Linked DNA regions of Zea mays: regions 1, 2 and 3 are each linked to region 4. Evidence: chromatin contacts called from public Hi-C data. All regions are on one chromosome and are shown on one strand. The core of a region is the stretch at or near the end of the contact, and the rest is flanking DNA. Distances in the headings are between cores, read along the strand shown.

The links. A called contact is a pair of places that touch in the nucleus more often than the background predicts.
Region 1: a contact with region 4 is called in a Hi-C map of ear, with 2.4 times the contacts expected there. The contact joins the promoter of LOC103627211 here to the promoter of LOC103627205 in region 4. A contact is called at or near these places in 2 of 25 Hi-C or Micro-C datasets (bundle sheath and ear).
Region 2: a contact with region 4 is called in a Hi-C map of leaf, with 6 times the contacts expected there. The contact joins the promoter of LOC100286129 here to the promoter of LOC103627205 in region 4. A contact is called at or near these places in 9 of 25 Hi-C or Micro-C datasets (bundle sheath, ear, leaf and 2 more).
Region 3: a Hi-C map of endosperm shows a contact between it and region 4, with 2.6 times the contacts expected there. The contact joins the promoter of LOC100192468 here to the promoter of LOC103627205 in region 4. A contact is called at or near these places in 2 of 25 Hi-C or Micro-C datasets (ear and endosperm).

What each region holds. Positions count from the first base shown.
Region 1 is chr5:169,758,813-169,764,591 of Zm-B73-REFERENCE-NAM-5.0, reverse strand. It overlaps LOC103627211 (nudix hydrolase 12, mitochondrial), which reads right to left and starts at 3,781. Exons shown (of 6, transcript XM_008647508.3): 1 at 3,559-3,781; 2 at 3,298-3,389; 3 at 3,004-3,151; 4 at 2,822-2,905. The coding sequence starts at 3,377.
Region 2 is chr5:168,983,835-168,988,930 of Zm-B73-REFERENCE-NAM-5.0, reverse strand. It overlaps LOC100286129, which reads left to right and starts at 2,575. Exons shown (of 9, transcript NM_001159017.2): 1 at 2,575-2,878; 2 at 4,344-4,390; 3 at 4,499-5,096. The coding sequence starts at 2,698. It overlaps LOC103628659 (putative 3,4-dihydroxy-2-butanone kinase), which reads right to left and starts at 1,255. Exons shown (of 2, transcript XM_035958899.1): 1 at 127-1,255. The coding sequence starts at 1,255.
Region 3 is chr5:169,682,356-169,687,840 of Zm-B73-REFERENCE-NAM-5.0, reverse strand. It overlaps LOC100192468 (Ubiquinol-cytochrome c reductase iron-sulfur subunit), which reads right to left and starts at 3,413. Exons shown (of 2, transcript NM_001137688.1): 1 at 3,117-3,413; 2 at 1-970. The coding sequence starts at 3,291. The coding sequence ends at 327.
Region 4 is chr5:169,313,548-169,318,720 of Zm-B73-REFERENCE-NAM-5.0, reverse strand. LOC103627205 reads left to right here and starts at 1,920. Exons shown (of 9, transcript XM_008647503.3): 1 at 1,920-2,499; 2 at 3,110-3,139; 3 at 3,829-3,888; 4 at 4,304-4,474; 5 at 4,552-4,677. The coding sequence starts at 1,930.

The sequences.
Region 1 (5,779 bases), core at 2,532-5,031, 440 kb before region 4:
CGCCTCCAACGTGCCCCTGCCCCTGGCTCCATCATCATGAGAAATCTAGTCATTGCCCCCTTCTCCACATCCTTCCATCTACATCACCGAGATGCCCCTCTCCCCTCTCGCGCCCACTCCCTTCCTCCGTCTCTGCGCTCGGCGCCCTCACCGCCTTCGACATTGATTCAAGTCGCGACAACAGGGATACCATGCCCCTACCCCCGCACGCCTGCGGCTTCCCCGCCCCCCGGAGACAGTCTCCCCGCTCGTGGGCATGCCCACCGTTGTGATAGCCTAAGGCCAACCTTGGGCGGGAGATGCAGTCATGACTCGCCCGAGATCAACCCTGGGCGGGATATGCAGTCACGACTCGCCCGAGGCCAACCCCGAGCGGGAGATGCAGTCATGACTCGCCCGAGGCAACCCCGACTGGGAGACACGATCATGACTCACCCGAGGAAACCCTGACTAGGAGACACGGTCACGACTCACCCGAGGCTAATCTCGGGTGGGAGACAAAGTCACGATGCCCAAGGCCAACCCCGAACAGGAGACACAATCATGACTCACCCGAGGCCCACCCTGGGCGGGAGACGCAGTCACGACACACCCGAGGCCAACCTCGGGCGGGTGACGCAGTCATGGCTCGCCCGAAGACAACACTGGACAAGCAGCACATTTTTTCCTCGCCCGAGGCCAATCCCGAGCGAGAGACGCAGTCACGACTCGCCCGAGGCCATACCTAGGCGGGAAAAGCAGTCACGACTCACTCGAGGCCAACCTTGGGCGGGAGACACAGTCACGACTCGCTCGAGGCTAACCCTTCCGACTCATATAAGGTCATCCCCGGGCGAGAGACACAATCACGACTAGCTCGTGGCCAACCCCAGGCGGGAGATGTAATCACGACTCGCCCGCGGCCAAACTCAGGTGGGGGAGGCATTCACGACTCGCCCGAGGCCAACCTCGGGTGGGAGACGCAATCACGACTCGCCCGAGGCCAATTTTGGGCGGGAGATACAGTCACAGCTCGCTGGAGGCCAACCTTGGACAAGCAGTGTATTTCTGCCTCGCCCGAGGCCAACCCCGGGAGACATAGTCACGACTCTCCTGAGGCCATCCCTGGGCGGGAGACGCAGTCACGACTTGATCGAGGCAACCCCTGATAAGTAGCGCATTTCCGCCTCGCCCGAGGCCAACCCCAGGCAGGAGACGCAGTCACGACTCGCTTGAGGCCAGTCCTGGGAAGAAGACACAATCACGACTCGCTCGAGGCCAGCCTCGGGCGGGAAATGCAGTCACGACTCGCCCGAGGCCAGCCTCGGGCGGGAGACGCAGTCACGACTTGCCCGAAGCCATCCCCGAGCGGGAGATGCAGTCACGACTCGTCCGAGGCTAGTCCTGGCCGGAGACACAGTCACGACTCGCCCGAGGCTAACATCGGGCGGGAAATGCAGTCACGACTCGCCCGAGGCCAGCCTCGGGCGGGAGACACAGTCACGACTTGCCCGAGACCACCCCGGGGCTGGAGACGCAGTCACGACTTGCCCGAAGCCATTCTGGGGCGGGAGACGCAGTCACGACTCGTCCGAGGCCAACCTCGGGCGGAAGACGCAGAGTGAGTGGAGTATGTTCGTTTAATGTTCAAACATACATTCGAGTTACATAATACAAATTTGACATTTTGTTCTCTTGTGTCTTTGTGTGTAAGAATGCAAAGTTTCTTCCAATGAAATTTGTGATTGATCTGTTAAGTTATGAGGATAATTCGTGTCTATATGTCATCCCTGCAAACATACAACAAGGACTTATCGATATCGCTAAAAAGGATTAGATTAGTGTACGGTTGTCGACACATTTGTCTGTCATTAAAAATTCTATATTGACTTTTAGAAATAATTTGTGCGTTATTGATAATGTTTGCCACACGGATTTCATATACCATAATGATGTTTATCGTTTCATATCTACGTTTCATACAAATTTTTTATTCCGTGGCAATGCATGGGCACGTAACTAGTCACGTACGGATGATATAATTGCTGAATCATGCATGTCAGGAACACATGAACAGGAGCGGTCAATGGATGGGTGCAGCTGGGGCACTGTCGGCGTAGGACAAGCAGGAAACACACCACATGCATAGTTGTTTGGGGCTTTGGGCAGCAATGCATGGAGCCGAGATAAAAAGAAATAGTAGCAGCTTATTGAGCAGGATCCAGAAGGAAATCGATTCCAAAATGCTACTGTAGGTCGGTAATGTGGACAAAGGAATGATGAATGCGACGCCTTCTCTGTCCCTTTCCCTGTCGTGCGTGGTCGCTGTCATCGGTGTTCGCCTACGGCATGGAGCTGTCCTCGAGTCTGTTGGTTGCTAGTACTAGGGGTTAACTAGGAGTAAGTTAATTTGTCTGATTGGGGACGTCCACATCACCCTGAAATTAATACTAGCATTCAGGAGCTTTCAAGTGGACAATAATGGCTCCAAACTGCGGCGTTAAATTATGTTTATAACTACTACGAGGGATCACTATTTTCGCACAGAGAAACGACACCGAACCGCTAGGCGTTGCGGACTTGTGGTGATCATCTGCATACTTTTCGGGACAGACCGCGCATTTAATAATTTTCAACGAGCAATGAGCATCTTAGCCACGCACACGTTTCACGGAATTGCTGGGGGGCATAGCATATCATATCAGGTCAGCATCATCGTTTCTAAATCTAGTGCACGGACGGCGTAAGATGGAGGAGAGAAGAGGGTGTGTGGATTGATGGGCAGGCAGCAAGAGCTAAGGCCGTGAGTGAAGGAATGGAAGGGAAGGCATTGGTGACGTACGTGGATGACGCCCTTGACGCCGGCCTCCTCCATGGTCTCGCGGGACGCCGCCTGGTACACGTCCTCGTCGTCCTCCCACCCGCCCTGCCAAATTGAATTATTATTAATCCGATCCAAATCCAACAGGTTAGTGTAAGCGGACGGTGGGCGCTGCTGGCTAGCTGCCGCCGTTCTTCACGCACCTTGGGGAAGACCATGTCGGCCCGGTTAGGCGTGGAGATCATGAGCACCTCCACCTCGGCCGTGCCCGTGTCGTCGCCGAGGCTGCTGCTGCACGGGCTGCCTGCTACCTCGTCGTCGTCCTTCTTATTCACCCGGTACGGCACGCACCTGCCATTCATATATCCAAGGCGTTCATGGCGCACGACGAGTCAAACGCCGCCGCCGACGGCGGAACTAATTAACGACATGACATGCATGACCAATCCAAGACCAACGAAATCGAGCTAGAAGCAGGTGGAGGAGGAGGCGCCGACCCTGCGACGAGGCGGAACTCGTTGTCGTAGCGCTGCTTCAGCCGGCCCTTCCTGGCCTCGGCCACCGCGTCGGACGACATGGCCACCGCGCGCTGCGGCCAGAGAACGCCGGTGGCGGACATGTCAGCGTTTCGGGCACGAGCGCGCGCGAGAGAGAGAGATAGAGACAGAGACAGAAGAGGTCCGGATCGGCCAGAGGTAGAGCTGAAAGAGAAAAGGCGCGACAGGAAAGGGAACCACCACCACTCACCTTTGTTTTACCTTATAAATATGTAGGCAAGCGAGAGATTAACAGGGACGGGGCAACGGATCGAGAGGCAAGGCAGAGCGATTGCATTGCCCCGCCGGTGGCAATGACGCCACGATCTTATCCCCACCCGACCCGAGCGGTAATAAAAGGGAGTTAACAAGCCTCCCAGCTGCTGACGCTGATGCGAGACGGGAAACAGGCGATTGGCAACCAAAGCACTGGAGAGCAGGAGGGCCTATGGCGGGCGCGCGATGCGCGTCTATAAATGGCGCGCTCCGCGTTCACGCCCGATTCGCAGGCGCCAGGAGGAGGGAGAGAGAGTGGCAGGGGAAGTCAATGTGACACAGGACTCCGCAGTCAACACCATTTCTGTGTCGCTGATGGCAATGGGTAAAAACCCCCCGGTATCACTTGCCCAAACCCATACCCATAAAGAAAAAACACGCCCGTTAAAAAACCCATACCCATAACGGGTACAAAATTTTGCCCAAACTCATGCCCATGCGGGTTTTGGGTACCCAATGAGTTTTCTATACCCACTAACATCAACATAAAAAATAATTCATCATGTAAATGATAGTCAATATAGTAATAAGTTAGGATAAAAGAAATAAGTGACAACTAATTTTAGCTTAAACTTTGTTGCATGTAGTTTATTTCACTTAGAACATATTCAATTATTAATACAATGAGACATATTTGTAAGATATGTTGATTTTAAAGCGGGTTTTAAAAACCCGTGGGTTTGCGGGTATGGGTAGTGGAAGAACAAAACCATGCCCACGTACCCGTTGGGTTTCTATTTGAACACATTAATAAACCCATGGGTAGAGAAATTTGCCCAAACCCATACCCTAATAGAGCAAAAACCACTGGGTTTCGGGTAGCGGGTACCCATTGCCATCTCTAGTCACAAATTTAAGGTGCATTTGGTTGTAGGTCGGGACCGGGATGGACGATCTCGTAAATTACGTTGTTTGGTTTGGAGACAGGGTTAAGTGTGGACCATCCTGAGGGGATTATCTCTACTATATTAATTATCAGTTTAAACGGTCGTTCCACGTTATTTTTTATCCATCTCCTCCGCGCAACCAATCTCCATGTCCCAAACCACACCTCCGCATATAGATGGCCAAACGACGCCCCGGCACGGGCCCGCTAGACCCGACACCCGTGGGCCGTAATTCCGGCCTAGGCACAGCACGTCAGATGGCCAAACGACGCCCCGGCACGGGCCCGCTAGACCCGACACCCGTGGGCCGCAGTTCCGGCCTAGGCACAGCACGTCGGCCTGTTGACCGTGCCGGGTCGGCCCATTAGCTCGTCGGGCCATTGGTTAAATCAGCGTAAAATATTAAAAATCGGTGTAATAGGTGGGGTTCTAACCCACGCCTTGATGGAAAAAGGGCAAGAGACACTGGGTGAAACCGTCTAACTAGTAGAACATCATGCTTATGTGTTTTTAATATTGAATATAAATTATACATATGTATATATGATTTTTTGGAAAATAAAAAGATATAATCGTGTCGGGCCGGACCATCACTACGGGCCGAAGCTACGGCCCAAGCACAGCACGACGCTCATGCCGGGATGACCCAGACACTATTAAATGGGTCGTGCCTCGGACCAGCCCGCCAGACACGACCCATTTGGCCATCTATACCTCCGCACGATAATGATGGTCCTCGCCTCAATTGTCGCCACCTCGTTTGTCATCCTGCTTCTTTTCTCTCTCTCTCCTCATGCATCCACCTCCGCGCCACCCCATTCTCAGTAGAGAGCGTGGGAGCAGGCGCCTCATCCACATATTCGTCCGACACCAACCCCGACACCGACTCATGCAGTGGCTATTGCACGTCCACGAGGACGTTTCACAGCATGCATGCACCATTGTTTTCGCTGTCGTCGGATGTCTCGTTCGTCTTCCCGGCCTTCGCCTGTTCTTCCTCCCCAACCTACTACCCCGCCCACGGTTGCAGCCGCGAGCCGACCGATGCTCGCCGACGCGGGTACGGGGCGAGTCGTCCTTGCTCCTGGCCTTTCTCCGTGTGTGCCGCCGAGGACGACACGGTGGCGCCTGCCACGCTTAGGTTATCTTGGCGATGAGGAGTCCAGGTCTGAGATATTGGATAACCAAGGCCCATAGTGCGGCAGCAGTCAACATATGCTATGGAGTTGGTGGTGGTGTTGTGTCGCCTCGGCGGGTCCAGGGCTAGGAAGGCACTCGCA
Region 2 (5,096 bases), core at 1,326-3,825, 330 kb after region 4:
AACATGTGATTGTGGTGGCATAAACGTGTTCGTCGGGCTTGACCCAGGCGCCGGTCATTTCACCGAACACCCTGACAGCGTCACTATGCATCCCTCCCCTGACGCAGGGCCTCGTCACGACTTCACACATCTTTGCATCCGTGTAGCACCCCTTGGAACCAGTTACAGCTCGAACAATGGCTAAAATAGAATCAACAGGTAGAGAAGTGAAGACCTCTCTAGAGACAGCAGCGGTCAGCATTCCAGGACCAACAAATCCAGCATGGGCAGGTTCATGGCCACTTTGACCACCTGAGATGACTGCAACTTTGTCATAGGAACTGTGCTCGACCTCAACACGATGAACGACCTTAATCTGAGGGAACTCTTCGAGGTACTGCAGATCTGGGTAAATATCCACCAACCCATTGATGAACTCGGTCACCACATCTTCCACTAGAATAGGGATTCGGGTTGCATTCAAATCAGTAGCTGGTTGTTGATAAGGATCAGCGATTTGTTGGATAATTGGTCCAGTTGTCGCTCCGCTCGACGTAGTTACCAGAGGAATCGACATCGAGGAGCGTGCCACCACCGAAATGGAAAGAGGAACTCCGAGTGCCTTCCGCGCCACGTTGTTCGCCTGATTCCGGATGTTCGTTAGTGCTTCTGCCATCTCCACCCCCTTCGCTTCAATAACCAGACACCACTTCAGGGAGTCAATGTGGCGGCGGTGACGGCGACCCGCTTGCGCTCGCCTGCGCGATGGCGACAGGGGCGCCTGGACGGGGCACGGTTCGGTGCTACCTGTGTAGCGGCGACGGCCCGCGCACGCTCGCCTACGCGGCGGCGGCGACGGTCCGCGTGTGCCCGCGACGGCGGCAGGGGCGCTTGCTCGTCCGCACGGCTGGGGGCGACGGTGGCGCCCTCTCGTGCGTTCACTCGCGACGTGGCCCGCACCGGCGCGCCTGCTCGCGGCGGTGACAGCATGGTCTGTGCCCAGACACGTGCGTGTGGTGGTGAAGCTGGTATCATGCCGCGGATCTGAGGCCGGAGAAGGCATGGACGTTGCTGGCGTGTCGGAGACGGAGCCATCCTTCTCAATGGAGATGACGCGCGCCGATATGGCGTTCGCCACCAGATTCTGAACGGACTTTGGTGCTTCCATCATCCCCACCTCCTCCGCTTCGATTCCTGGCCTCCCCTTCTCGAAGTCGCTCTGATATGTCAGCAAACCCTTGAGCGTGATCTCCATCTTCTCCATAGCAGACTGCATCGAGTCCATACACCGATGAATCCCTCAATTTCCTTCCTCGATTTTCGCCATCAGCTGCGCCATCGGATCTTCGAGGCTCGGCCACGCCATAGTTCCAATTCTCGCCTGAAATTGGTTTGCGACGGTGTGGAAGAACCAGCTCTGATACCAAATGTTAACAACACCCTCTCACAAGACTCACCAGACACTCAGGAATCAGTTCTATGTTCTATCTTCCTTTCCAAGTTCATCGTTAGCCAAAAGCCAGGTTACAGACGAGCAGTTTTCCCTCTTTTATAGCTAACAAATATGTGGGCCCTATTACAGCCTATTGACACCAATATACTTCTTGTTGGGCTTAGTCTCTCGGCTACTCTTCTCAGCTTCCCTCTTTCAACAGCTTCAGAAGCCTGCTTCTCCTCGTCTTGCATGGCTTGGCTTCCGTAGAACATCCGGAGCTACCATCCTTAACTTTTGTATAGCACCTAGAGCTGCTGACATTTGTAACGCACCCACTGGGCCAGTCCGCCAAAGCCCACCATCACCAGCGTCGGGCGTTCATGCGCTCGCGCGCAGCCTATTCAGACAGGCACCTCGCTCTCAAAACCTAGGCTGAGAGAGGAGGGAGGCCCGCCCTTATAAGTGCAACACGGCCCCCTTGGCTAGGCGAGGTGGTACTAACCCAGGGCATGCATACCGGCCCCTTACATCCCACCCCCCTAAGAGGCCCAAAGCTCTCCCAGGCAGCAGCGGCAATGTGGGCTCCGATACCATTTGTAACGCACCCACTGGGCCAGTCCGCCAAAGCCCACCATCACCAGCGTCGGGCGTTCATGCGCTCGCGCGCAGCCTATTCAGACAGGCACCTCGCTCTCAAAACCTAGGCTGAGAGAGGAGGGAGGCCCGCCCTTATAAGTGCAACACGGCCCCCTTGGCTAGGCGAGGTGGTACTAACACAGGGCATGCATACCGGCCCCTTACAAGTTGGGAGTGGGACTCTTGTACAATTTACTTATGTTTATGTTGTACTAGTGACTTTCGCTGGATAAAGTCAAAATAACTATATTTTCTTAAGACACATTACTTTTATTTTTAAGATATTATTTTTTTAAAAAAATACCACATCATCCACGCGGACTTCGTTAACCGCATATCCTTTCTACTTCTGCCCTGAAATCCCATCTTCCTCCATATTGCATGAACGCAGTCCATAATATTTCCCAACACCACGTAACTGACGTCTGGGCCGCGCATTTTTTCTTCGCCCGTTATCATCCTACACGTGGGTTGGTCTACGTGAGCCCGGCCTTGCCTGCCCATCGCCACGCCAACCGGCGATCCTACCACGCATCGACCGTATTAACCCCACGCCACCCTGTCCCTTTCCCCGCGCCACCGCCCTCTCCGTCGCCGCCGTTCGACCGAGCGCCGCTCACCCACCCCACGAGCTCCCGCGCGGGTTCATGTCCATCTCTCCACACGAACGCACCGGAGGAGCCTATTACCCGCGCCCGCACAACCCTAGCCCTAGTCCCCAACATGGCAGCGACAGACGCCGCCACGGCCGCCGCTCCCCTCCGGCATCCGTCTCGCCACCCGGCGCCGCTGCGGAAGCTAGCGACGGCGGGGTCGGCTCGAGCTCCAGTGAGTTTTCCTTTCCACTCGTCCCCCTTCGCCCGTAGATCGATTGAACGATTCCCGATGGGGTTGGATCTGGTTGTTACTTTGAAAACTACCAGCTGCTGTGGTGCTGTTTGGATTACGTGCGTTGTTTGGCTAAGCACAAGCTTCGAAGGGATTTGTGCCCCCTAGCAAGTTTACAGCGTTCTCTTTGCGCATTAGGGACTGATATTTTCAGCCGCTTAAATCATGTGATTGCCTGATTGGCCATGGATTCTACTCCCTCCGTCCAAAAAGTGTGTCACTATGGGATTCGTGCTCGTGAAATATTAACACCATTTGTATTTTAATTAAGTGTATCATGAAAATATATTCAACGATTCATCTAATGATACTAATTATGCACCCTAACTATTAATATTTTCTTATATATATTTGGTTAAATTTGAAAGTGTTTGACTTATCGGAATGTGAGGATGGCACTCTTTCTAGGATGGATGGAGTAGGTGTTATGCTGAGCTGAGAATGATTTGATAGTCTGGGTGGTGCTAGATTTTGTGTGCATAAATGCTCGTGGGATTAGGCTTGGTCAAGCACGTCAGTTAAATGTAGTTTCTGAATGTTTTCTACTATTAGGTTTGATTAAATTTGGATGCAAAACATTTGCTGAGTTTCTGTTTATTGTGTTGGAGGGTGAAAGTATATGATAGATTCAGTCACCCAGGTGATAGTATTTTTCGTTTGGCTCAGTTCTATCCAGCCAAAAATACAGTAGCGATATAATTTAGATTTCATCGTAACCATTGTTTCTTCATGTATATGTGATGGCCACACACTGTTTTTAGTGTACAATATGGTCTTAATCTGCGTGCCTAACTCTATGTATGACAATGATTCAATACATTGCATCAAGAATAAGATTATCTAGGGCACATCTACATCTAGATGTTTAAATCTGACCATATTTTGTGTATCAGCGATAGTTGGCTGAAATTCATATTCAATGCTTATCTGATTCAAGATACATTTTTTTCATAAAAATGAATGTCTTATAGTTAGATCAGCAGTGACTTTTAATTGATAAGTTTTTTTTTACCCTACACTTGGTTCTTTTAGAGCTAGTGAAAAAATATGCTACTGAAGCTCTAGTGCTAGCATTTTGAACTTTAAACAATTAATTTTCATATGGACATCTCCCAGTGTAGTACTAATATTGGAAGTGCATATTCCAATGGCCATGGAGATACTCGCCTTTGATTTGCTTGTTAATTTTCAATTAAGTTGCTCTGTACATGCTGTTGTGTAGTTATACTCGTTATTTCACTTTAACTACCTGGTTGTTATTAAGATCTTAAGTCAGCTTTTCATTATCTGCTCGTTAGACTAGTTGTGTGCATAACTTCATGTTGCATTCTCATTGGTGATGCCACGCCATTTTTAGCCCTCCTGTTTTCAGAGTAATCTTTACAATGCAATTCATATTCTGCAGACCCAGTGGTTCCAGCTATTGGAGAATCTATTAATGCTCCCGAAAAGGTGAAGTGCTTGTGGAGCTTATTGCCATTTTCATCTTTTCTTTCCACATTAGTGTTAAAAACTCCGGTTTCAGCTCTTAACACGTTGATAAAATGCAATAACTTCCAGGTAGTTGGATTTATAATATCTGGGGAAGAGAATGATACATGTACACAAGAGGTTGGCAATGTTTCAGAATGCCACTCTTCAGAACAGGGGGATTCCGGTTTGCCTGTAGATAATTTTGGCTCAGTTGGGTCATATCCTGAGAGACCTAAAATGGTGGGATCCCTTCAGGCTGACCATTTGGCTTCAGGTTCTACTGGACTGGGTAATGGGACTCAGATAGCTGCCAGGAAGAATCAGACCGTGAATGCTAATCACCTACTGAATTTCCAGTATGATCCTATTTCTCGGCCACAGCCCAGAGGCCCTAGAACATATCTTCCGAGAAGACAAAGGAAGATAAAACCTTACAACAAGGATCTGTTCATCCAAGCAAACTATAAGTTTGTTGTATTGGATACTGGGAATTACCAGATTGATTCAATGGATCCTGATAAGATGCTTCAGTGGGAAGATATTATCTGTGTAAGATACTATAGCCCTTCTGAGGTACAATGCCCTATTTGCTTGGAAAGACCATTGTGCCCACAGATCACATCATGCGGACACATATATTGCTTTCCATGCATTTTACGTTATCTAATGATGGGCAAAGATGATT
Region 3 (5,485 bases), core at 2,164-4,663, 370 kb before region 4:
CAGTTAAAAATGTGTTACATAATCAATCCCTCTTGAGATCAGGGAAAAAACACAAGCAAACTTGAAAACAATTAACAGTATACTTTCAGTAGCAGAAGATTGTTCATTGCTGTCAGGAAAAAAAAACAGAACCAAATTTGACAACAATTAACAGTATCCTTTATGTAGCATCAGGTTATTCATTAGTGTCAGGTGCTAGCAACAACACTGCACTCAGAAACAGCCCACAAAGGTATGCCCTAACCCAGGCAAGAGAAAAGGTGAAGTTGTTGATCAAACAAAAACGACAGGGCCACACGATGACACGAACAACACTAACAGCAATCTCAGCCGATGAGAAGCTTGTTCTCTTCCAAGAAGCTGTATGTCGGCACTTCCAGGTTGAAGGGTGCCGGGCCCTTGCGGATCCTACCAGAAATGTCGTAGTGCGAGCCGTGGCACGGGCAGAACCAGCCACCAAAGTCTCCTGCATTAGGGAGCGGGATGCAGCCCAGGTGAGTGCAGACCCCAATGACGACCAGCCATTCGGGGTTCTTGACGCGCTCTGCATCTTGCTCTGGGTGGCGGAGGGATGCGACGTCAACACTGTTGGCCAACTTGATATCATCCTCTGTCCTCCGCCTTATGAAGACCGGCTTGCCACGCCACTTCACCGTCACCGTGGTTCCAGGCTCAATGCTTGAGAGGTCAACCTCAAGTGAGGCAAGCGCGAGAACATCCTTACTTGCTGACATGCTTAGGACAAATTTTAAGACGAGAAGTCGCAGCAAAGATGCGTAAATGAACCTCCCACCACTCAGCACAAAGTAGGCAAATGCACGCTTGCTGGGGTCTCCAGGTGGGTAGCGCTCATGGTTATACTCATCATACACGATTTTTCCACTTGGATTCTTCACAGCTGCCACAGTTGCTGGGAGCTCAGATAAGCCCACATCCTGGTTTCTTGGAGCAAGAGTCTCTGCTGAAAACCCTGCATCAGAGAGTCATTAGTTCACATCTTATCAATAGAACAACAAACGCAGTACCAGAAGAACAGTACCACTATAATGTTGGAACGTAGCACTATAATGTTGGAACTAACATTAAAAATTAGCACATGAAAAACTGTAATAGAGGACCAACAAGTCAGCAGGCCAGTTCTTCATAGCAGCAGAGTAGACCAAAGCTAAAGCTTTCACAAGTACTCTCTCTATCAAAATATAGTTCTTTCTAGCCCTCTTTTTTTTCGCTTTCGAATTAATGATAATGAATGTAGACATACATACAAACTACATTCATAGGTTAATTAATGAATGTATGTTTAATCTAAAACGAATTATATTTTGAAACGGAGGGAGTATCACATAAAATTACAAAAAAGAGTCATTTTCATAGTTAGTTTGACGTTTTCTTGTGTCACGAGTTAAACTTTTACTGTTCCATATTCTATGTTCTTGTCACTGCTCACTAGCTACATGTTATATGAACTAGCCGTTTCCAATTTCTTTTGTTTTGTGTCTAGTCAATCAGGGAGCAGCATGGCATGCTTCTACCCAGGTTTCTGCCAGCAACCAAAGACAATGTCATTATGCCAAAACCTAACAGTTATGTATTAACAAGCTTATATTGTATTAACTTTTTCAACGATCACCATATCATAGCATAGATCAATATTTGTGATTTGTGAAACCTATAACATGATTGATCTGTGCATTGAGAAAATAGAATGATGAGAGTGCTCAACAAGTGAACTATACATGCCAAGTTAGGTTACGCAGAATCATTGTCTAGATCACACAACCAAAAGAAATGGGTTCACGTTGGAACTATCAATACCATTATGTAGACCAAAAGATCCAGGTATGAGAGAAAGAAAGAACGGTTTCTAAACTTCACAGGTTTTGAATAGTTAAAGATTTATGCCGACCAGTGGAGAGAATCAAATAAAATCAGTACATGCAGTAGTGTAGCAATTGAATACTTTGAAACAATAGTTACCAAAATTTAAATGCACACTAGTTTACCAACAAATTGGCCATGATAGCAGTAACAATTCAAGTAGATAATCCAACAAGTGTAAGTATGAAAAAAACAGTTAATTTACAGGAATTGATAACCATGAAAGCACATGTTTGCCCATATTTGAGCATAATGGTACTTCTGGCTTCAAATTTTTACATTTATTTTATAATGACACAATCTAACATGATTAGGTAACATTTGTAATCAATTGCCTTAGCAACTTCTCCAGACGAAATTATTATGAAAATGTTACTGGCCATTCCAGTAGAACAAACTAAATAGCTCAAGAAACAGTTTAAAAGAACAGCTTTTCTTCAGTGATTTTTGAGATGTCAAGCAATACAGCATCAGTTCGCAAAAAGACATAACCAGCGGAAACAGTTGCATTTGAGATTATCTTTAAAAGCCAGATTAAGGTTGGACTTATCACCAAGTCAACCAATATACTATGAGAAAATCATTGTTGGTTATAGTTTTGTTATTAGTTGGACTCCATTATCACATGAATATGCTGTTTGCATGATGATAATAGCACTAACGTCACTAGAGTTAGGACTAACTAGAGAACAACAATTATCTTGCTGAAACCAAGTCATGTTTAATAATTCAGACTAAGCTAACCAAAAGATATGTTCCTCTCTGGAGAAATTTTGAAATTTGACACCCAATTCGCAAGCCTTTTAAAATTTGACACCTTAGCCCGCATGTCAATGACTCACAGTGGCCTCACATGTCATTGTGATAGGAGTGTCAAATCTTGAAAGGCTTGAATTGGGTGTCAATATGCCATCCAGTCCCAACAGACATGGCCAAAAACAGAAAATAAAACTGCTTCACGCTAAATGATTGAACCGCAAGGACCATAGGCTCAACGATCGTAACCAGGGAGTTCAAAGGCGGGATCTAAGATCACAACAAGTATGCAGGCGGGGGATAGCACCCTAAGAGCACATGAGCAAACCCGCTCCACAACGAGATCAGCTACAGTCGCAAGTACCTCGTGCTCCTAAGGAACCCTAGGAGCAGGGACAGGATAGTATCCTGCCCGAATATAGCCGTCAATCAACGGGAGAGCAGATCGGAACGAGGATGAGAAGAGCGACCGCGGCATATACCTCTGGCAGCGGCGAAGAAGGGAGATTCGATGGCGAAACGCGCCCTGCAGTCGCGTGTGTCGTCGTCGTCGCGGCCGGGTAGTGTACCGGCGAGAGGGCCCCGGGAGCCTGAGGCGGCGGCGGCGGGGCGCCAGGCGAGAGCGGACGAGAGGCGCCTGCCCGCGACCCTCAGCATGGTGGATGAAGAGGGAGACGTGAGCTGGCTGCGGTCGGTCGCTTCTCGCCGGGTCCGGCCTCCGAAGTGCTCCGGTTTGGTGGGGAAGGGAGATCGATTCGGAGCCTCAGGATGGAGACGCGGAGGCAGAGGCCGCGTGCGTGTTGGTGACGAGGAATTCGATGGAAAGAAAAAAGAAATGAAGCGAGAGAGAGGAGATTTTTGTAATTTTAGCATCGGCTACTTCGGGCTTCAGATTAGGGATGGCAATGGGTACCCAGAACCCAAAACCCGATGGGTAAAAACCCTATTAGAGCAAGGGTATGACGGATTTTGATACTCATGGGTATTTTATTGGGTCATTTGTTATGCCCATCGGGTACGGTGGGCGTGGGTATGTTCTCTGTTGCCCCATATCCGCTACCCGATGGGGAACCCGCTAATATATGACACGTGGGTCCGGATTTATATGTCTCATATAAAATGAATTTGCTCCCGATGGGTAAAACCCCTATTAGGGCATGGGTAGAATCGATGCTATGTTTTGTGTGATTTGAAGGCATGATATTGCCATTTAATGTTGAATATTGTTGAACCTGTGATAAAATTATGTTGGACTCGATACATTTGTTATGCTGGTACTTATTTTTGCGATTCAAATGATCATGTCTATCGTAATGTTAATGGGTATGGGTACCCGATGGGTACCCGCTACCTATGATGGGTATGGGTATGGCGTAATTTTGTACCCATGATAGGTAGTGAGTATGAGTATGGGTCAATTTTTTCCTAATAGGTATGGGTATGGCTTCGTGTGCCCACTGGATACCTTACCCACCGCCATTCCTACTTCAGAAGTCTGACATCCGCATCCCCAAGATGACAATTGCCATATTGGCATTATAATCCTGAGCTCTTTAAAGATTTAGCATTTGGTTCACTTGAACGTCATTAGTGTATTTATTTACTCTTCCTTCCTTACCCCTGCCTCTATTAGCTCTCTTCATGGTTTCCGTTGAGCCGACGGCTTTTGCCTGTTCTTGCAGTCTTTATCTCCCTTCTCCCTCTCACTCTATTTGCTCCTCGCCGCCATCCTTTTTCTTCCTGATCTCCGGCTTCGCTTCTATGGCTCCCCGGTTGTTCTTCCTCCTCCTCTCCCGAGATCTATGGTAGCCCTGTGCCCCTGTGCATTCTAGAGATTCGAAGGTGACTGCGGTTCTTCTCCCTCTGTTGTGCCTCTTCTCCCCTACTGCGGATGCTTGGTGGTATGCATGGGGTGTTTGTGGAGACCCCAAGGAAGAAGACTGTTTGAGAAGATCTTGTAAGACATTGCAACTCTTGTACTTGATCTTGGTACTTCAACTTGTAATAATATCCTATTTGGTTAGTGACAAAAACAATGAATTATGGATGCTTTGATCACTCATAAGTATTATGTCAATGTTTACAAGTGTGTGAATGTTATTTACAGATTGTGCATTTCTTGGAATAATGTTAAGATATTTGTGCACATAGCATGTCGTATGCACTTGTATCATCTCATATTATATGACACTTCATAAGAACATCTCATCTCATAATGAGAACACACATTGGTTCACATTTCATTACTTGAAAACATCAACTAAGACAAAGGTCCACATTACATTACTTCAACTTAACCGCTAACAGATGGAACACAACGACACACAAAGGTTCACATTACATGTCCAACTAATGGTACAAAAGGGCATCAATCCACACTGATCCCTACTACTAAATAGATCGATCTAGGATCTCCTCAAGATTCTAGCCATAAAGCTCATACTGGTCTGCCAAACTCTTAGGAGGCGGCTCATTCATTAGGCATAGGTCATGGAACACGGAATACCTCCTCCCACAAATCGTTGTCGTCATCTAAGCAGTCTGCAGCACAAGTATTATCAAAGCCCCTGATTTCAAGTCGTCGACTAGTCATTGACTAGTCGTCAACTAGTCGTCGACTAGTCGTCCAGTCGGTTACGGGAGGCCGACTTAGGAGCTCGGCTCGATTTTTCTGCCAAGTCGGTCGACTTGCCAGCGGCTGGAATAGATTAGTCGACTAGTCGTCGACTTGGTCGAACTAGTCGACCGACTTGCCCTTAATTTGGCCCAAACATCAGAAAAGGCCCATTAGTCCATTACACACCATAAACCCTAAACCCAACAACCGCCTCTAGTCATGTCCGCCTCCAGG
Region 4 (5,173 bases), core at 671-3,170:
TTATACAAACCTAAATATTAAAACATAATATTTAGGTACATTTATACCTTCGCCTTGGCAGAAAGCAATAATTCCAGCGTAATGTGTCAGCGATTATAAGATTGCGTGAACAGTACAGGGGTACTGTTCACCTATTTATAGGCACAGGGCGCAGCCTGTGTATAATTACATTTATGCCCTTTACAATCAACTACAATAATGACAGAATATCATGGGTCTTTAGGTCATTTCATCTTTAAGTCGGTTCACCCCTTCGTCTTGAGACATGTCACTGTGCCGAAGCTTTATAGGTGATAGCTTCGTCACTGCTTTTGAGAGGATCTGCCGAAGGTGTTTCTTTCTTTAGAATCTTCGGCTACGAAGCATACCCCCAACAGACACATTAGGTCAATGCCCTTACCTCGGTAACATGCGGGTAACTGTAAAATCCGCACGTAACGGGTTTGGCGCGCCAAGTGCATTTAATGCTAGGGATACGCTACCCGTCACCAGCGCGGGCAAGTATGCATCCCATCCGCACTTAATACTGGCGGGACCTATGTCAAAGGCTTTCGTCAGGCATCGTTCGGGTGCGTTTGGCCATGCATCGGCACCATACCTCTGCCTGGACAAGAGGCAGGCCCGGAAATAAGCAATGACATGGCACTCCTAGGCCTTCTCTGATCGTGGGCTCAGACCTCTCCCGATGGGGTCCAGGCGCTGGACGCACTTGTCCGTATACGTGGCGACATCGGACCTCACCTGGCATGAGGTTTGGATGGTATTTTCTAGCCTCGAAGCCACTCCGAAGGCTCGGTGCTGAAGCCAGAGAGTGTCTTCTTCTCCGGGGCTTTGTGCTCCCTTCGGACTCCTTTCTCCATGGATCTGATGGGTCCACAAAGAGGTCCGGGTTCTATTTGCAGGATCCGTGATCTATAGCTGAAGTTATTGATTCCTCCCTTTATGGGGCTTAATGGAGATTGTGATCCAGCCCAGGAGACGGGTCTGGCTTGGCCACGACTCCATATGGTGGGCCTTAACCCCGTGTTGGGCTAGTTGCTCGTGAAATCCTCAATGGTGGCCACCAGGGTTTCACTTTGACATAGCAGGGGTGGGTATCCCATATTTAGGGTACCGACTATGGGCCTCAACCCCACGTTGGGCGAGTTGCCCGTGAAATCCTCAATGGTGGCCATCGGGATTTCACTTAAACATAGCAGGAGTGTGCACCTCATATTCAGAGTACCGACAAGCACTATTCAAATAGTTCAAATTTGAATCGATGTTTTGATGGGATCGGGAAAATGATATGGAACTACTTTCAGTGCAAGTTGACGACCATCAAGAATAGCCATTTCAAGTGGGTCCTTCACTCCCTCAACAAATAATTGAAAGTCTAGCATGGAACAAAGACGGTGTTTGGTTTCTATGGACTAATCTTTAGTCTCTTCATTTTATTATATTTTAGTCCATAAATTGTTAAATATGGAACGTATTTGTGAAGATACTAAAATAAAATAAAATATAGGGACTAAACATTAGTTCCTATAAACCAAATACTCTTTAGCACTGCATCTACATAAATATCCAGTCTATGCAAGCTATGATGCATGGATACACTAGGACACTAGGTTTGCAGCGTATCCAAGATACGTATTCGCTTTGACATATGCAAGTTCACAAGAGTATATATGCACTAAAACTTTAATCTACTTTGTCCTGTGATTAACAGCAACAATCATCCAATGACTAATCCCTTGTGCTGCCCCATTCTCGTATCTTCATGATACTGACCGAGTGACCGTTACGGCTTTTATAAATAGCCCCCCATCATCTCCACAGTTAAAAACGACGCCCTCCACGTATTTCACTTCCGCCCCCTCGTTCTTCCAGATTTGTTGAAACAGACCCTCCGCACCCCTTTCCCGTCAGGATTTTCTTCCCGCCACGATGGCCTCTTGTTCAGGAAAGAACCAAGAAGACACCGAAACCGAAGACTCGGCCCATTTGCTGCGCGAGCAGCAGGAGTCCAACGCCGCCGCCGCCGTCTCTGCAGAGCCGCCTTCCCTTGCTCCGCAGTCCGAGATCACTGAAGAAGAGGTCCATGGGCCACCGGAAGCCGGAGACCGGGACCCCTCCGCCGCCACAGCCGCGGCGGCCGAACGGAAGGGCGACGAGACCATGTCTCTTTTCCGACGGGGCTCCGAAGGTGGCAAGCCCCCTCTTCCTCCACGCCCTCCCTCCATCTCGAGAACCAGAGGTCCGAGCTCCGCAGGCGGCAAGCCCCCTCTTCCTCCACGCCCTCCCTCCGCCTCGAGAACCAGAGTTCCGAGCTCCTCGGGCGGCAAGCCCCCCAGCCCGCCCTCTCCGCCCCGCAGCATATTCCACGAGGTGTGGGGGAGCAGCATGGCGATGAGAGATGGTGACAGAGAGAGTCGCTTCGATTTGAAGGACGTGTTCGATGAACTGATGGTGGAGTGCCGGCGGAACGGGGAAACGGACCAGAAAGCCGAGGCTGAGGTAATATCAGCATCTAAGAGAGATTTTGAGTCTATATCAGGCTGAGGTAATACCGAGGGAACGGAATGCGCAGGTGTTATTTCCTAGATATTTTGACTACGTTCTTGAGCGATTCCTGTTTTCTTGTGATTTTGCATTTGGGAGATCGAATCCTGCCGTTCATGGGGATCTTGTGGGGAGGATTTTAGGATACTGGAGTCCGGGGCTAAGAAATTGTATGGCATCCTGGAGCAGGGGTGGAATCCTTAGGCAGACGTTGGGGCCAGTTTCTCTTTCTTTGTTGCTTAGAGTGGCAACGATCTTGCAGAGACTTTTTTAGGTGCATGTTCTTGCGCTGTTGTAATCGGTATTTCTGTTCAGTTTGTTGTCATGCTTTCATTTCACCGTCAAATATGTAAGGGCCCATCCCTATGTTTATTTGAGATAGCATAAACCAATGTAGTTTCTTTAGATCATAGGCTGAATACATGCATTGCTGGTTTTAGCCTTTGCCTGGCTGATTTCTGGACTAAAGCATAATCATATTTTGAGTAGCTGACAAGGCTCGATAAGTGCCAATTTTGTTATCACTGCTCCTTTATTTGAATATTTGATGTTAGTTTTGGAACAGGTGAAAGACAAGAAACCGCTCTGGAGAAAGGTACAATATGACCTGAATATTTCTTCATCTTTGGTTGTGATTGGTAACTGGTGTGAGCACTCTTGTGCCAATTTTTTGTGTTTCAGATGTTGGATCAGGATTGTTCAGTCTTTGTTCTATCCATGCTTATATGAAATATTGGGACGATAAAATATATTCTGGCAGGAGATCATGTTCAAAATGGGTGTAGCATAGAGATGAAAGCAATGGCAGATGTTTATAGTTTCTGTTCTGCCAAGATTATATGATTTTTTATTACTATTGTGATCAGAAATGGAATTTCAAGTGCAAAAAACAACATTTTTGTGATGTTTTTATAATTTTGAAAAGTGCGAAGTGTTATTGCTTACACTGATATTATTAACGGTCAGTATTTATGTCTTATTCTTCATTGTACCACAAATTGTCCTTGTTGCCGTGTTTCTAAGGAATTCTGAAGCCAAACATACAGGATTCTGATGTTGATGAATAGTCTAATAGCTGAAGTTAGTATATGATTAGTAAAAGAGGCAATTGTCAGATACATAAGATCTTGGATATTACTGTAGTAATATCTTTAAAAAGTTCCATTGCCTTCTCCATTGTTTCCTTCTGTGAACTGTTGGGTCTTGGCATTAATTATTTACTGTTGCTTCTAATCTAATCCTGCCAAAAAATGTGAAATTTTTAACCCATTTTATGTGAAATAGTTTTTTGACAGGATAGGAAACTCCAACCGAAATTACACGACACCTGATGTGAACTACCAGGTTTGACTCCATACATTATTTACATGCTTATTCTAATTGATAGTATTGGTTTGTGATGGGATGAGACCTTAATCGGCTTCGAGTTTATATTGAATTCAGGAAATGCAGTATATGTTCTTTCTTCATTCACGGAACAAACTAAAAGGGTAGACCCAATACCAAAGACTCCACATGAGTGGGGTCTGAGAAAGTGATAAACCGAGACTAGTCTTTTCCACCACTGCACCAGCCCTGCCTTCATTCACCTAACAAATCAATATCAGCAAAAACATTGCATTTATTAGTGGCTTAAGGTTTTCTTATAATGTGGAAACATGAAAACTTAACAAATTACAATCCCATTTTAGAACTGTTGCTTCCTGGTTCAGATCATTTTGTTTTGATTTTTTTTTTTTTTGCTCTTGTTTTTGTGCAGAAAGTTCACATAACCGAGCTCATTAGGCATTACGATCTCTTTGCAATGGTTGCTGTACAAGGAGTGGAATTGCATTTACATGCTCTGAACCTTTGTCGTGAATATTCTGAATTTAGGCCTGTGCATGGAGATGGAGAGTGTTTCTACAGGAGCTTCATATTTTCATACCTCGTAAATGTCCTCCCTTTTCCTTTGAATAATATTTATGTTTTGTGGTTAACACCCCAGTTTGCGCCACTCTAAAACAGGAGCAAGTTCTTGATAGGCAGGATACACATGAGGAGCACCGTCTTCTTGCTGCTGTTAAAGGAGTGGCTAGGCAACATGCACGCCTTGGGTGGGCGTGGGCCTCCGAATTTTCCAGGAGCCACAAAGTAAGCTCTCACCTCCACGTTTGCCATTTCTGAGATAAACATGTTTAATAGACCATTTCTTCAACCAACATCAAACTGCAAGCTGGATCTGGCATCTCACTTTACTTTTTTCCCTTCTGTCGTTTGCAGGATATGCACCATTGTTTCAATGTAGTGGAATAGGGGCATGCCATCACAATTTTACAACCTGTTCATGGGTTCAAATTTGAATTTATTGGAAATGTAACAATCTAATGCTAATAAATATACATGTTGACATAAGTTCATTTTTACAGAACAGCATCATGAGACATCGTTGTAGAGAGATAAAAGAGATCATGTTTCTTCCTTACACCAAGACAATGCACACCCATGCTGCTTTGTGTGGCCATCTGATCAAATACTAATCCTACATGCTTATTAAATATTTTCTTTCTCAACTACTATCTTATAGTTGTTTACTGGTAGAAGTGGCGCAGACAAATCTTACGTTGGTCATATCTTTTTGCACCTTGTT